Linked DNA regions of Mus musculus: regions 1 and 2 are each linked to region 3. Evidence: chromatin contacts called from public Hi-C and HiChIP or PLAC-seq data. All regions are on one chromosome and are shown on one strand. The core of a region is the stretch at or near the end of the contact, and the rest is flanking DNA. Distances in the headings are between cores, read along the strand shown.

What was found. A called contact is a pair of places that touch in the nucleus more often than the background predicts. HiChIP or PLAC-seq counts read pairs in DNA pulled down with a chosen protein or histone mark.
Region 1: a contact with region 3 is called in a Hi-C map of uterus, with 2.7 times the contacts expected there. The contact joins the enhancer-like site here to the promoter of Map10 in region 3. A contact is called at or near these places in 3 of 39 promoter capture datasets (frontonasal cranial neural crest, maxillary cranial neural crest and second pharyngeal arch cranial neural crest), 3 of 484 Hi-C or Micro-C datasets (CD4 T cells, cranial neural crest and uterus), 1 of 115 datasets of contacts at active chromatin or transcription factors (embryonic stem cells) and 3 of 9 other capture datasets (adipose tissue, liver and pancreatic islet).
Region 2: a contact with region 3 is called in an H3K27ac HiChIP or PLAC-seq map of heart atrium, with 2.6 times the contacts expected there. The contact joins the enhancer-like site here to the promoter of Map10 in region 3. A contact is called at or near these places in 3 of 39 promoter capture datasets (macrophages, maxillary cranial neural crest and second pharyngeal arch cranial neural crest), 3 of 484 Hi-C or Micro-C datasets (CD4 T cells, CD8 T cells and nephron progenitors), 2 of 115 datasets of contacts at active chromatin or transcription factors (embryonic stem cells and heart atrium) and 1 of 9 other capture datasets (adipose tissue).

Annotation. Positions count from the first base shown.
Region 1 is chr8:125,778,565-125,781,561 of GRCm38.p6, reverse strand. All of the region lies in intron 25 of Pcnx2 (pecanex homolog 2), which reads left to right. The region is part of intron 2 of Gm39284 (a long non-coding RNA gene); the gene reads right to left. Among named protein-coding and RNA genes, the nearest start is that of Gm39284, 5.9 kb to the right of the region's middle. Within about 2 kb of position 1,736, at least 1 of the 459 cell types and tissues checked has an H3K27ac peak or open chromatin away from gene starts, as enhancers often do. A contact at or near this core is called in uterus, where this site is marked.
Region 2 is chr8:125,754,732-125,757,590 of GRCm38.p6, reverse strand. All of the region lies in intron 32 of Pcnx2 (pecanex homolog 2), which reads left to right. Among named protein-coding and RNA genes, the nearest start is that of Gm39285, 4.0 kb to the right of the region's middle. Within about 2 kb of position 1,335, at least 49 of the 459 cell types and tissues checked have an H3K27ac peak or open chromatin away from gene starts, as enhancers often do. A contact at or near this core is called in adipose tissue and heart atrium, where this site is marked.
Region 3 is chr8:125,668,481-125,671,623 of GRCm38.p6, reverse strand. It overlaps Map10 (microtubule-associated protein 10), which reads right to left and starts at 1,806. Exons shown (of 1, transcript NM_028908.3): 1 at 1-1,806. The coding sequence starts at 1,754.

The DNA.
Region 1 (2,997 bases), core at 487-2,986, 110 kb before region 3:
TGGTCAAATCCCTGTCATGGTGCCTGTCACTGCTGGTGTGGGATGACACTAATCTGTCACTGTTGGTGTGGGATGACACTAATCTGTCACTGTTGGTGTGGGATGACACTAATCTGTCACTGTTGGTGTGGGATGGCACTAGCCTGTCACTGCTGGTGTGGGATGGCACTAGCCTGTCACTGCTGGTGTGGGATGGCACTAGCCTGTCACTGCTGGTGTGGGATGGCACTAGCCTGTCACTGCTGGTGTGGGATGGCACTAGCCTGTCACTGCTGGTGTGGGATGGCACTAGCCTGTCACTGCTGGTGTGGGATGGCACTAGCCTGTCACTGCTGGTGTGGGATGACACTAGCCTGTCACTGCTGGTGTGGGATGGCACTAGCCTGTCACTGTTGGTGTGGGATGGCACTAGCCTGTCACTGTTGGTGTGGGATGGCACTAATCTGTCACTGGTATCAGGCAGGCACCAGCCCTCCACTGTCCTGGGACTTGACACCAGATGAATGGGCTGAGTGGGGAATCGGGTACAAATGTTGGAATGCATGAAAGCTTACTGAGTCTATGGGTGACAACTTTAAAGGGGCATGTGAAGACTACAGTATGGTTTCCCCTAAGCCACACTGGCATTCTAAGTGTGAGCATGGAAGGCAGGATGGGAATAACCAAAGGAAAAGTAAGCCGAGGACAGGAAGCTCCAAGTCCTTACATGTTCAAGGGTGTTACAGAGGTTACGGTGCTTGGCCAGGCTAAGAAAGGAGCAAAGCAAACAAATGGGGGAAGAGGAAACAGGATCCCAGGACTGCACTGGGGATCTGTTTGCCCTGAAGGGGGTGGTGACCACTGGAGTTGATGTACTAGAGGAGACAGGGTGCTCTGGGCTGCTACTGAGAAGGAGGCAAGTTTTGATAAGCACATTTAGGGTTGTTACTGTGAATAGAAAGGGGAGGGCAGCAGAAGATGAGAGGAAACGAGGGAGGGAAGGAAATAGAAATGGAAAAGGGAGGTGAGGGGGGGATGGGATGGTGGAAGAGGAGGAGAGGGAAGAAAGGAAAAAGGAAGGAGAGAGGAAGAGAAGGGAGAGGAGGGAAGGGAAGGAGGGGAAAAGAGGGAGAGAAGGAGGGAGAGGAGGAAGGGACATGAAGGAGGGGAGGAGGGGGAAGGAGGGGAGGAGGGAGGGAAGGACGGAGGGAAGGAGGGAGATGAGGAAGGGAGATGAAGGAGGGGAGGAGGGAGGGGAAGGAGGACAAAAGACAAGAAGGAGAGAGGGGAGGAGGAAGAGGGAGGGGAATGGAGGGGGAAAGGAGGAGGGAGGGAAAGGAAGACAGAAGAGAAAAAGGAGGGAGGGGAGGAGAATGGAGAGAAGGAGGAGGGAGGGAGGGAGGGGGTTAAATAAGGAAAGACTGAGGTAAGGATTGTCTAAACATTTTTCAAGTCTATTTGTTATTAAAATTTTAAATCTCATTTTCTCAGACTCCCTTCAGATTTTAATGTGGTCCCACCCTGCAGGCCGTTCTCTCTGCTCAGCATCTTGGTGAGCCTTGCAGAAGGGACACTGAAGGTACAGTAGGGATGTAGCGACCCATTCCCGTTGGAGCTAGAAAACAACTAAAAGCAAGATTTACGCTCCTGTCTGTGGGAGATGTTATCAGCCTTCTCACGGTTTGGCTGACCCCATAATCACTGGCCCGTGGGGACGTGTGAAACTAGCCCTGTAGCCTAATCTCACTCACAGCTGATCCAACTCAAAGTTTTATCTTAGCTGGAGATCCACACACAGCCCTCCCACTAATATTAAAACTCTGTAGAATTCTCTTCGTCTTGGCAACAGTTGACCCTTCATCATGGCTTTATGGTTTATGTCTGGATAGCTTGAGGGGTCTTCTAACTCCCTGGGTCCCAGACTTCATCCATAAAAACAGAATGTTGTCTCCAGTGGACGCTCGCACACATAATTTCCTTCCTTTCTGAGTAGGGAAGCCTAAGGCTTGCTGGTGTGTTTGGCAGGTCTAGGTGGACAGGGTGTGTCCCTCAGCGCTAGCAGAGTCCCCACCACCTTGGAGTCCTGCACTCAGGAAAGCCCTGTGAGGAGGAGGCAGTTTGGAATGACCCATGACCTAGGAAGGCCTCCTCCTCAGAGTCCAGTCGGTTCCCCTGCTCTTCTGGCCTAGAAGTGGAGTGAGTGCAGGGAGGACTTTCTCTCCGCGATGATTACAGACTTACGCATTTCAGCATTCATCGTGCATCAGGCTGCCTGGTGTGCACGGAAGCTTTGATTAACTCCACTTTTTATTTATTTTTATTTATTTATTTATTTTTTAGATTTTATTTATTATATGTAAGTACACTGTAGAAGTTTTCAGACACACCAGACAAGGGCACCAGATCTCACTGTGGGTGGTTGTGAACCACCATGTGGTTGCTGGGATTTGAACTCAGGATCTTCAGAAGAGCAGTCAGGGCTCTTAACCGCTGAGCTATCTCTCCAGCCTCCAACTCCACTTTTTAAATGTATTTGTGTGTAGGTGTGTGTACGTTTGTGTGTATAACATGCGTATGTTTGCACATGTGTGTATGACATTTGTGTGTGTACGTTTGCACACATTTATGACATGTGTATGTTTGCACATATGTGTGACATTCATGTGTGTTTGCACATATGCCTGACATTCGTGGATATGTTTGAACATGTGTATGACATTGTGGATGTGTTAGCACATGTGTGTGACATTCATGTGTATGTTTGTACACATGTGTGACATTCATGTGTATGTTTGCACATATGTATGACATTCATGTGTGTTTGCACATATGGCTGACATTCGTGGGTATGTTTGCACGTGTGTATGACATTGTAGGTATGTTAGCACATGTGTGTGACATTCATGTGTATGTTTTCACACATGTGTGACATCCATGGGTATATTTGCATACATACATGACATTCGGTGGTATGTTTGCACATGTGTATGACATTTTGAGTATATTAACACATGTGGG
Region 2 (2,859 bases), core at 86-2,585, 86 kb before region 3:
AGAGTGAGTTCCAGGACAGCAAGGGCTACTCAGAGAAATCCTGTCTTGAAAAACAAAACAAAACAAAAAAGCTAAAGCAGGCAATGGTTTGATTATTGCTTCTTAAAACTATTCTGAGTCCAGCCCAGCTCTGAACTAAAATACCCCAGAGCCTGGGCTCCCAGCCCTCAAATCTAATCAGTCCTAGGCTGAGGCTCTCCCAGCCCTGACCTAGCTTGTGGTGTCTTCCTTGCTCTGCGTCCCATGTGATCTGTACTACAGAGACTGTTGGCACAGTGCCAGTCTTAGGATACCACATGAGGGTCCTTTACACACTCCATGGCTCTAGACCCTCAGGAGTGTTCTGTCTTCCCTTCCCAGATGGAGATACAAGGCACAGAGAAGGCAAGTTACTACCCTTAGGTACCCAACTAGTAAGCAGCCAAGCTGGGATTCTGAGGAGGAAGGACAGTCCCTGAGCCCCTATTCCTACCCACTGTGGTCTCCCTTTGGCTGCTATCCTGTCCTAGCCCTGACAGTGTTGAGCCCCAGGACACCCACACACTCCCAGCCTCCCATCTGTACCCCTGGCTACACCTCTGACTGCCATAGCCTTGCCCTGCCCCCTGGCTGGCAAGGGGCCCACTTAACAGTGGCCATCCTTCTGGTGGGTAAAACTGACAATCCATTCCCCCTGAAGCAACTCCCTCCCTACTGTGGGCAGGAATGGAGACAGGAACATGGTAGATAGCCAAGATCCCCACCCCCACCCCCAGGCCTAGCAAGATGAGGTAATTGGGCACTGCAGCCGAGCCTGTGTCCAGCAGACTGGGAGAACAAGGAAGGCAGAGAGGAGACACGCTCCTTCCCCTTTCAAAGAAAGAGCTAATGGCTGTGTTTCTCTTCCTTCGCCTCTAGAAGCACACAAGTTCATGCTCTTCACAGAGAAGCCCAATCGACTAACTCAGGAGAGAGAGTCCCTCAGGGGGGTGGGGAGCACGCAGGCTCAGTCTGCATCTGATCATCAGAGCGGCAGACTGTGCTCGGAGGGAAGCGGCTGGGCAGTAAACTTCAAGGTCTGCCCAGCTCCCCATGAGCCACATCTTCCAGGGAGCTGCCACCACCCAAAAGTTCCAGCCTCCCAAAACAGCACCACCAACTGGATGCCACTCCCGAGCCTGGGGGAGCCAGCTCTCCTTCAGACCCTAAGTGCTAGCTGTCATGTGATAGAAAGGCACGCAGCCACAAAAGGGTGAGAAACATGCCTCTGGGAAGAGCAAGGTAGGAAGGAGTCAGGCGCTCAGCTGTAGTGAGTGTACAGTTCTAGCAGGACCGTTCACCACTCCTCTGACTGACAGGAAACTGTCTTACAAGAGACTCGCCATGATGGGCTCACCTCCCATGACTGCCCTGCCTTGTCTTTGCTCCTTGCCTTGGTTCCTGTCTTTCCTTCCAGTTCTGATCCTTTGTCAGAAGCCGAGAGCGCTGGTGCCTGGCCAGAATCCAATAAGCAGGCCAGCCTAGGCCACCACACCGAAGTGCTGGGCACTTCACACTCGTGCCCACTGCCAGGAGTTCCATGTGACAACCTCACACAGTTTCTCACAAGTCAGAGTCACCTCATCACGCTAAACAGTAAACATCACAGGAGAGATAGCCTCGCATTGAGCCTGATGACCTACTTACAAGTGGATACAAACCCATCACTAGCCTGAGTCCACACCAGAGAGAAGGGCTGCTATTTTATATCACTAAGGATTCTCGCCACAACCTCCCAGCAAATGATCAAAGACAAAGCAAACGTAATGAACCAAGGAGCGTAATTCACATTGCATTTCCATTCAGGTCTGAAGGTTTTTCCCTAGAAATGCTCATGATGTGATAATGCGGCCGTTGGAAAAAAAATAAGTTAATTGTAAAATAATGAGTCTGGGAAGCGCGGTGATTTTAACGTGGCTTTCTTGATGCTCAGTGTTGTTTGTAAAATTAAAATTGAGAAAAAAAAAAAGAAGAGCAATGAAAAGCTGAAAGAGCATGTGAGGCAGAACTAGGAAGACGGCTCAGTGTGTACAAGGCATGCTGCCTGAGCCTGGGTCCAAGTTCAGATCCTCAACAGCAGCCCTTAATCCCAGCACTGTGAGGCAGGTAGAGAGGAGGACCCCTGGGGCTTGGTGGCCAATCACCATGGAACAAAGAGCAATAGAGGATGACGCCTAGCATCAGCTCTGGCCTCACCACACACATGTGAATGTGCACACAAGTATAACACACACACACACACACACACACACACACACACACACACACAAACACACAGAGTAGCTGACGCTTCAGGACTAGGGAGGCCCTTTGTCTTGCATGGACTATGTATAGCTCCCTTTTGATGCTCTGTAGGCATCTTTTCCTTGCTCTTTGGATCAGCAGAAGGCCCTGCCTAGTGTGGGTGAAGAACACTGACCTGGGGAGGGCTTTAGACAGAGATCAGCTTTAGAAATCACAGAAGCTTGGCCTTTCTGGACTCCTTGCTCACAATATCCACCCTTTTAGAAGAAGCCATATCGGACTGGCTTCTCAACGGGGACCTTCAGGGCCAAGGCAGTTCCCTTGTGCTCAAGACAGAGAGGCCCCGGGCAGCTCAGCCCAGAGAAGCCAGCACCAGTTCTGGGGACCCCATACATCACCTCAAGTTGAGACTTCCATCTTCACAGCCCAGAGGAAACCCAGGCAGGTCGCCAATAAATGCCCTTTGGAAAGGAAGACACCGTCACTGTGACCAAAGGTTAAATGGTCACCTCCAACCACTGCTGGGTCTCTCCGGGTGGACCTGGCTTTCCTGGACACAGGTTGTGCAGGTGTCTGCAACACCACACAGATATGGGT
Region 3 (3,143 bases), core at 557-3,056:
CTCTGTTTCACTTCTTTAGTTGTGCTTGACTCATCAAAGCCTGCCCTGATTTGCATTGAAGTATCACTACCTTCCTCAAAAGACCCAATGGAGTCTAAAGATTCATCCCCGGGCAGCTGTGGTGGCAACTGGCTTTGAACTGCCAAGCTTGGTAGTTTCCCATTAGAGTCTGTTGGTGTATCTGCGGGCAGCTGTGGTGACATCTGGCTTTCTGCTGCTGAGCTTGACACCTTCCCTTTCCAGGAGGGGATTCGCAACTTTGGCCCCACAGCTTGTATCTGTGACCTCCTGTACTGTTCTCTCTTTTCATGTACAACCAGCATGTTGGGGTTTGTCTGCTGTAAACGCAGTCTCAGTGTATTTGTTAAGCCATACAGCAGCCTCCCCTTTGTAACCTTTGGTGGGGGGCTGCCACCGATCTTTGGATGTTTTCCTTTAGGGTTCTTTTTAGACTGGGGATTCACCAACTTTTCATTTTCTCGCACAGAAAGCTTGTTGCTCTTTGATTCCGACGGGGATGTGGACTTGGTGGAAGGGTCTGGCCCCTTGTCTTCACCTCTGTACAACCAGGCTAAATGGGGATGCACCTGGGTGGGGCTTGCCACGGGCTGGTTGCACAGCAAGGACAGCTCAATCAATAAAGCATTCAATAGTGGCAGCTGTCTTATAGCATTGACTGGACTTTGTTCAATCTGAGGAGGACACGGAGCTTCGTTCGCTTCTCCTGGACCCTGAGTCTGAGGAAGATTTGGAAGCACAGGAGGGCTCTCCTGCACTGCAGCTCTTGTATGTTTCACTGGCCTTAAGGGAGGACTTACGAGTTTTGTTTCGGGAAAAATGTCATCTAGATCCTCAGGTTCATTTCTCTGAGGCTCAATAGTGATTTCAACCCTGGCTGAAGGAGTCTTTTCCTGAGTCAGGTGAGTGTAATACAGTGGAGGAGGGCAAAATGTGTTGGTTTCAAAGTCCAGTTCTGTGACATCCTGACTGACAGAACTGACAGTTTTCCCACTGGGAGCGGGTGAACAAGGGGCAGAAGCCATGTCCCCAGAGCTAGCCTTACTGTGTAAGACCGCTTCTTCCCAGGACTTCTGGACAACTGAGGCGTCTGAGTCCCCTGCAGACCAGCTGTTGGTATCCTTGGCACATGGCTCTGAGCCCTCCAGAAGGCGTGCATTTGAGACACACTGTAGACATCTGGCAGAGATGCCTTTGGTGCATGGCTTCGAGGTCTCCTCGGTTCTTGGCTCTGACACCTCCAGGGCTTCGGAGTCCAGGATACAAGCAGGGCTCAGAGGGCCTCGCAGCTGCGGAACCCCCGGGGAAAAGCGTCCCAGTTCGGTCAGGCGATAGAAGAGCGCCAGCTCCCCAACACGCTCGGCCTCTGGCCCGCGCAGGGCGAATACACCTCGCTGGCCCAGGGAGGGGACCAGCAGGATGTCGCAAGCTCCCACCAGGCCGGGCGCAGAAGTCGGGCCCACGGGCAGTTGCAGCAGGGCTGCGCGCAGACGCGGGCGCCGCAGGGCGGCAGGGTGCAGGCGCAGTAGGCAGGCCTTGCCGCGCCCGAAGCTGATGGCGCCGCGCTGGGGCTCCGGGCCAGGAGCGGCCGGCGGGAAGACGAGCAGCGGCGGGAAGTCCAGCAGGCGAAACGCCACAGCCGGGCTCGCGGCGCACGGCGACAGCCCGGTCTCCAGCCGCACCCAGTCCACGAGCAGCTCCAGCGAGAAGAGCCGCCCGGCCGCCGTGGTCGCCATTGCTGTTGCCCCGGGCGACGCCGCCAGCTCGCTCCGCCAACCGGAAGCGGGAGCGAGGGTCACGTGACCGGCCGCGCCCTCGCGAGACTTGACTTCCGGCCCCGAGTGCTCTTGGGAGTTCTTTTGCCTATGGGGTTTTGTCGGAGCAGCTGCGTGATGCTGAGGGAGTAGACGCGCTCAAGCAGCACTCTCTCTAAATTTTATATAAATGAATATAATTTCTATTTTATATTTCATCACCGCAGGTCCTACGTCTTTAGGGATCACGTACCGGAAGTAAATGGGCCGCCCTGCCCATTTAGGCCTCAGAGCCTGCTGACCACTGCTCAAGTCAACCTTTTTTGTGGTTGCTGTGCATCTGTCAGAGGCTGTAGCTTCTGTCACCGGCTCCTTCCTCTCTTTGTCCTCTCACACAATGACCACTAGTAGGCCATCCTGCCCTCACCGGACTTGTGGCTTCTTGAAGCCTCAGGAGGTTTGACCTCAGCTTCCATCGTGACCACCTTGCATCGCCCAGGTGTAGGGGAACTCTCAGTGTATTGGGACAGTGCACCCTAACACCCACCAGAGCCCTCACCTCCCACCCTGACATCTGACCACCCTGGTGTGTCTTCAAAAAGACTCTGTTATGTTAGTTGATGCAGAATTCCCTACGGATGGGAACCCACTAGCTTCGGGTCTTTACTATATAATATGAGGGGCCGGGGGAGAGGGATCATGTACTATCCTAAGGTATTGAAAATGATGGGTCAGGGCTGGAGGTGCAGCTCAGTGGAAGAGTGCTTGTTCACTGCATACAATCTCCAGTACCACCGCCATGAGAGCGGAAGAAGTGATTGGTTCAGTTAGTAGGCAAATGGCATTGGTACATATGTCTGGGAGGAGCGGTGAGTGAAAGTAGTGTCTGCCACTGGAGATCTGTAGTGCACAAGCTACGCACAGAGGAATTTAGCACCAGCCCATTTTACGATTTTACATCTCAGATCCAAGTTCAGAAGCTCCACAACTTCCAGGGTGTCTCGAAGATTCCCAACCCTGGTCTCTCATATAAGACGCAGATCAGGAGTCTCCCTTCCTATTTATTTGATCTAAGTCAGAGCTCACAAAGACACGTTGTGTTGGTCTCATGTTGTGGGTGATTCTGAGGCAGACACAACCCTTGTGCTTCTCTCTCTCTCTCTCTCTCTCTCTCTCTCACACACACACACACACACACACACACACACACACACACACACACGTCACTGTCTCACTGTCAGGATGGTAGCACAGTCACAAGGATAGAGTAGAAAAACACATATGCAGTCATATAGTCCTGGCTCCCTCAGTTACACCATCAAGGGAAGGAGGGAAGCAGGTGACCAACTATCAGCTGTGATGCTCCACCCT